Linked DNA regions of Oryctolagus cuniculus: region 1 is linked to region 2. A link is a contact called in public Hi-C data. All regions are on one chromosome and are shown on one strand. Each heading gives the region's core, a stretch centred on a gene start, on an enhancer-like site or on the middle of the called end of the contact. The rest is flanking DNA. Distances are from core to core; before and after follow the strand shown.

What was found. A called contact is a pair of places that touch in the nucleus more often than the background predicts.
Region 1: a Hi-C map of skin fibroblasts shows a contact between it and region 2, with 2.7 times the contacts expected there. The contact joins the promoter of SIM2 here to the enhancer-like site in region 2. A contact is called at or near these places in 2 of 6 Hi-C or Micro-C datasets (ear pinna and skin fibroblasts).

What each region holds. Positions count from the first base shown.
Region 1 is chr4:8,192,731-8,195,663 of mOryCun1.1, reverse strand. It overlaps SIM2 (SIM bHLH transcription factor 2), which reads left to right and starts at 1,438. Exons shown (of 11, transcript XM_051833637.2): 1 at 1,438-2,268. The coding sequence starts at 2,094.
Region 2 is chr4:8,149,695-8,152,488 of mOryCun1.1, reverse strand. HLCS (holocarboxylase synthetase) reads right to left here. Exons shown (of 11, transcript XM_051833635.2): 11 at 1,890-2,794. SIM2 (SIM bHLH transcription factor 2) reads left to right here. Exons shown (of 11, transcript XM_051833637.2): 11 at 1-669. Among named protein-coding and RNA genes, the nearest start is that of SIM2, 43 kb to the left of the region's middle. Within about 2 kb of position 1,263, at least 6 of the 8 cell types and tissues checked have an H3K27ac peak or open chromatin away from gene starts, as enhancers often do. A contact at or near this core is called in ear pinna, where this site is marked.

The DNA of each region.
Region 1 (2,933 bases), core at 189-2,688, 43 kb before region 2:
GATGGGGCGTCTACGCCGCCTCTAATGCCTTCAAAGTCCTGGCCTTAATGGGGTCCCTACGGGAAGTGAGGAGCGCCTGCTGCAGGCACGGTGGTCGGGACCGGGTCTTCCTGGTGCCTGCCCCTGAGAGCGCCGAGCAGCCGGCTCCTCCTGGGCAGAGGAAGAACGCAGTGCGCCCGGAGCGAAAATCCCCCCGGCCAGCTCTTCTGATCGGGCGACCTCCATCCGCGTGGCTACCTCTAGCGTAGGCGCTCCAAGGCCCCAGATCCCAACAGTGCGCGGCACACCGCCGGGAGACCACCCAGGACCCCGAAGTCCCAGAGTGACTGTGGCCTCTGCGCCTGTCCATAACCCGGGGCGCCTAGGGAGCTGGTGTCCACACTGCGTCGGGGCTTTCAGGCTCCTGGAAAGGATAGGGTTGTTGCCCATCGCCGTAGGTGGCGTGGGCGGAGGACCCCGTGCCCAAACCTATCCCGGGGTGCAGACGCTTAAGGTTGGGACAAGGCGGGACAGCAAGACTCCTCAAGTCTCGGGTGTCCCAGAGAGAGCGCGGCGGGATGCCGGGTGGCCTCGCCTCCAAAGGCGCCTCCCAGCTCCCCTGTCTTCTGTCTTGTCGCTTGGGCCCCACCGACGCCTGCCAGGTGAGCCCACCTCTGCAACCCTCGCCCCCAAGTGACCGCCCCACTGCGATCCCCCGAAATCCCCGCTGCAACGGATCGTGCGGCTGCGCCACTCTCGGGCAGCTCCGGCCGGCGCCCAGGGAGAGGCCTCGCCGCCAGGCTCGGCTCCCCGAACCCCTCCCTCCTTCCGCCCGGCCCGGGCGTCCTGGCGGCCTCCTGCGAGGGCGCCGATCTCTTTTTGCTCTGTTTGCAGGAGACAAGGGGCAGAAGGGTCACTTCGGAGCCTCCCGCGATTTCCTTTTGTGTATGTGTATGGGGCGGGGGCCCTTCCCTCTGGCCGCACCGCTTTGGCTCTCGGACCTGCGACTTGGGGAGGGCGAGAGCACAGGAGCCGCTCGCGCTCCGAGGACTCGGCGCTCCCCGGCAGGGCACTTGGCCGGCGGGTCTCGCCGCCTCCTCCCGGCTGCGCCCGCCGGCGACCTGCCCGAGAGCCACAGAGGAGGCCTGGACACCCCTCCCTCCTCCCTACTTCGCTCCTCCCCGCGCCCAGCCGAGCGCCCAGGTCCCGCGACCCGCTCTCGGAGGTCGGGTCCCCACGGGGCGCCGGGTGCACTCACCGCGACTTGCCCGAGCCCGGGAGCGCGCGGGTCTCCACCAGGAGAGTCCCTGGGGGCAGCGGCGCGGAGGCGCGCCAGTGGCTCCAGGGCCGCGGCAGGGTCGGAGGCGAGATTCACCGCCCCCGCCCCCGCCACGGCCCCTCCCCCTGCCGGTCCCCCTCCCCCCCTGGGCCGGGGCGGCCCCGCGCTCCGCCCGAAGGCGGGTCCGCCATAAACAAACGCAGTTCGGTCGCACGTGGACGGCGGAGCGGCTGCGCCTCGCCACCTTCGCGGGCTCCAGGCACCGCGTCTCCAGGCACCGAGAGCGGCCAGGGAGGGCAGGAGAGCGCGCCGGGGCCGGGCCCCAGCCGCCTGCGCCCCACTCCCCTCCGCTCGCCTCCCGCTCCATGGCTCCGCGGCCGCCGCCGCCCCTGCGGCCCTCCGCGGCGGAGGGGCCTCGCGGCCGCGGGTGCACACCCTCGGCTAAGGACTAAAGGGCGCCGCCGCCTTCTCGCCGGCCCCCTCGCCCTCGGGAAAGCCGAGACACGGGCCACAGGCGGAGGGAGGAAGAGAGAGCAGAAGCGAGCGGGAAGCGGTGCTCCGGTCGCCGCGGGACAGCCCAGCCCCGAGGAGGCTGCGCCCCGGGCCGCGGCGGGCGGAGCGCGGGGCGGCGCCGCGGGTTTGCGCCGAACCCAGGGCTGGCGGCTGCGGCGAGGCGCCTCGGTGCCCCGGGGCGGTCCCGCGCACCTGCCCGCGGCCGGCGCTCCGGACCCACCTGGCTCCGGAACCCCTTTGCCGGTCCCCGCCGGGGCAGCCCGAGCGGGGCTCCGCGGGCCTGCAGCGCCGCCGGGTCTAATATGCCCAGAGCCGAGGCGCGATGAAGGAGAAGTCCAAGAATGCGGCCAAGACCAGGAGGGAGAAGGAAAATGGCGAGTTCTACGAGCTGGCCAAGCTGCTCCCGCTGCCGTCGGCCATCACCTCGCAGCTGGACAAAGCGTCCATCATCCGACTCACCACGAGCTATCTGAAGATGCGCGCCGTCTTCCCCGAAGGTGAGGCCGCAGGTGGGCCGCCGGGGACGCTGGGGAGCTGGCGGCCTCGGCGCAGGCGGGGAGCAGCAGCCAGCTGCCTGGGGAGGCCCCGGCGGGGGCTTCAGCTCCAACCCTGACTCAAGGAGAGGGGCAAGGCTGGGACGGCCCAGGCCACCAAACCATCTTTTGTCCCAGGGTCGCGCATTAGCGAACCAAGAGTTGTCCCAGGAACAGAAGGTCCCCAGGCCTGCACCGGCTCCACCATTACAGTCAGTCTTCTTTCTTTTTATTTTTCTCTCTTTCTCTCTCTCTTTCTTTTTTCTCTTTCTTTTCTCTCTCTCCATTCTTTCCTTTTTGCTTTCTTTTTTTTGTTTCTCTCCCTTCTTTCTTTTCTCTTCCAGTTCACCCTTGCTTTCCTTTCTTTTCTCTTTCTCCCTCGCCTCCCCTTCCCTACTCTTTTTAAAATGTCCCCTTTTAATCTACTCTCCTCATTTCTCCTCTTTGCCTGGAGGGGTGCAGGGCTCTTGCGTTCCATGCGCCGGCTCCCGGGCAGGCCGCGCTGAGCACTTGTAGGGGCTCCTTTTCCTGTCCACTTCCCTTGGATCCAGGACGTGGGAGATCAGGATAGGAGAGTGGGCGGGCTGGCAAGCGCAGACCCAGCCTGAAAGAACCGGAGACGCCCCCAG
Region 2 (2,794 bases), core at 14-2,513:
CGGGCTCCCGCACCTGGCCTGCTCCCGGGGCTGGGGGAGGGGCAGGAGACACCAACGCTGTCTTTAAAAAGTCACTCACGGATCTCGCGTTAACTTTTTTTTATTTTTTAATACAAAACTGGAGCCAAGACAGGGGAGGGGGCGCGCGTGCAGCCCCACTGTGTGTGCGTGAACTTGGGTGTGCACCCCAAGTCCGTTATCAGCTCCTACTTCTCCCTAACCCCTGTGAACTCTCCATCACCCCAAGAGTGGCACCTTCAGCATATACTGAATAGGCATCAAATGCAAAAAAAGAGAAAAAAAATTAAAACCCCGATTCCCTGGCCAGACCTTGACGAGAACGACCCCGCCAAGCCGGATTCCACGCGAACCGCCCACCCCCCAGCCCGCGCGCGTCCGCAATTCGCTAGGCGGGGTTTGCTACACGTAGTGCTAAGGAAGTTGGTGACGCTGCATGTGCAATAAGGAAAACTGCCTACGGCCTGCACCTTGTGGGAGAAAACGTGCTTCCGGGAAGTAAGGAGACGATGTACACATTTGAAGCATTTTCTGTTATTTTATACACAGCAAGAGGACTGCACATGGACCTGTCATGTGTGTAACCGGTTCACAGAAATCCTTTTCCAAAGCACCAGCCGTGTTTGAAAAATAAACTTCCGTTCGTTTTTATGTTTTTTTTTTTCCTTTGCTTGTCATGGTGCGGGTCCCTGGAACCCGGGCTGTCAGACTGCTCCAGCTCCTCGCGCGGCCTTTCTCAACACCGCCCCGCCCCAGCCGCTGTCGACACGGGAACGGGCCCGGGGCTGACCCTGTGTGGACAGCGAGGACCTGACCCGCGCAGCCCCTGTGGGTGCCGGGCGGCAGGACCGGGCGCCTCCACAGCCGTCGGCGCGCTGGCTCCCTCTGCCCGCGTCGTGCGAGGAAACCGTGATTGCAGGAGGGTGTGGGTTTGGTGGTCAGCGGACACCACGGACATTCTATCAAACGCCGCACAATGCGGCTGTGTCCGTGTGGGGCTGGGTTTAGCACACACTCGCGAGGGCGTTGGGGGCACTTCGAGAACAAGGATCTCACTGCCGAGATTATACACCACAACAAACCAAAAAGCCCATTCTAGATTTACAAACGATGCGGTCCACGGGCTCCACCGAGAGCACGCGTGTACCCCGCGGGCCCCGCAGCCTAGAACCCGAGCAGCCTGCGTCAGAGCGGCTTCCCGCCGGCCGGGGCCTCCCGCGAGCGCGCGTGCGCGGAGCCGTCGCCACGGCAACCCGGCCCGGGCGCGTCCGCCTCGGAGCGCGCGCACGCCGCGGCCGGCGTATTGTTCCCGGGCTTGGGCGAGGGGCGCGGGCAGGGGAAGAGGAAGCATTTTAATACCTAGGCCTCTCTCTCTCACACACACACAAAAGTGCTAGTGAGCCCGAACATGTACCGTGTTGACAAAAATGCCAGATCAAATGGATTTGAGGAATCAGCTCAATTCACGACTGGCTCAGCCCTCCCAGGGACAGGAATTCCTTTATGTCCTTGGAAGCCCCTTCTAGAAAAGCCATTCCATTCATATCTTTGTGCAGAAGTGAGCTGTGTGCGAAGGGCAGCCCCGAAAGCCCCAGCCCCTCGCCCCCACCCTTTTATCCTCCTCATCCCGGCCTCCCTGCACCCTAGGGTGGGGAGGGTCCTGCTTCTACCGTTCAGGGGTCGCCTTGGGGGCTGGCGCGGACACGGGCGAGAAAGAACACGCTCAGAATGACAGCAGCCCCAAGGGTTAGGGTTACCCGGGCGGCACTGTCCAGGCCCCTCCTCAAGCGCTGTATTACGAACCTGGAGCCACACAATGAAGCCAAAAGGCGAGCGGTTTCCACAAAAGAACAAGAAACGCTGTCAAAGAATCCAGAAGTTGTTAGAGCAAATTTATTTCTGACCTGTTTTAAAAGTTTTTTTTTTTGTTTTTTTTTTTTTTTACTTTTTGGGTTTTGCTACCTTTTCATTCTTTGGAGTAGTAAGATTTCTCTTTTGTATGACGCGTAATACCTTTGTCAAAAATACATAAAAGCCAAACACCAGCTTATTGCTTAGAAATACATACATATTCCTTACTATGTAAAATGATATTTATTTTGTAAAAATATGTTCAGATATGAATAAAAATACTGTAGCCAAAAGTAGTCGCCTCTTTTAAAAAATGAAACTTGTGGTCAAAATAAGGAGCCCACACTACAGAAAGTCGTAAAGTTTATTCCATAGACTTGCTTTTTATAGGCAATGGTTTAAAGTGAGTTTTCTGAGATGGCTCCTTGAAAAGCTAAAAATGCAAAAGGTTCAAACCTCCTCGAGTCTCAGAGCTGCATAGTAATCACCTGGGAACAAGGACTGGGGTTCTGAGGCTGGCTGGACCCAGGGCACCCCCACTCCTTGCGTGTTGCAACTGCAGGGCGGGGCTGGCTGTGTTCTCTGCACCCCAACACTAGGGTGAGGAGTGTCCATGCTGTGTGTGTCGGGGGTGAGGACCCCCCAGGCCAGTGCCCCCCACCCCGGGACCTGTGTCCCCACGGCAAGCAACACCAGGGTGCTGCAGGAGAACCCGCCAAGGATTTCACAGGAGATGCAAACCCTCTTCCTTCCAACCACCCCCGCACCCCCCGCCCCGCCCGATTCCCAGCGCCAGCAGGGGCCCCAGGATGCCCAGTTATCACCGCGTCCTGTGGGGGGGGGGGCACCTCCTGCGAGTGCCACTGAAATCGGCCACCAGTCCAGGAGGAGGACACCTCCCCTTTCACAAAACACGGCAGAGGGC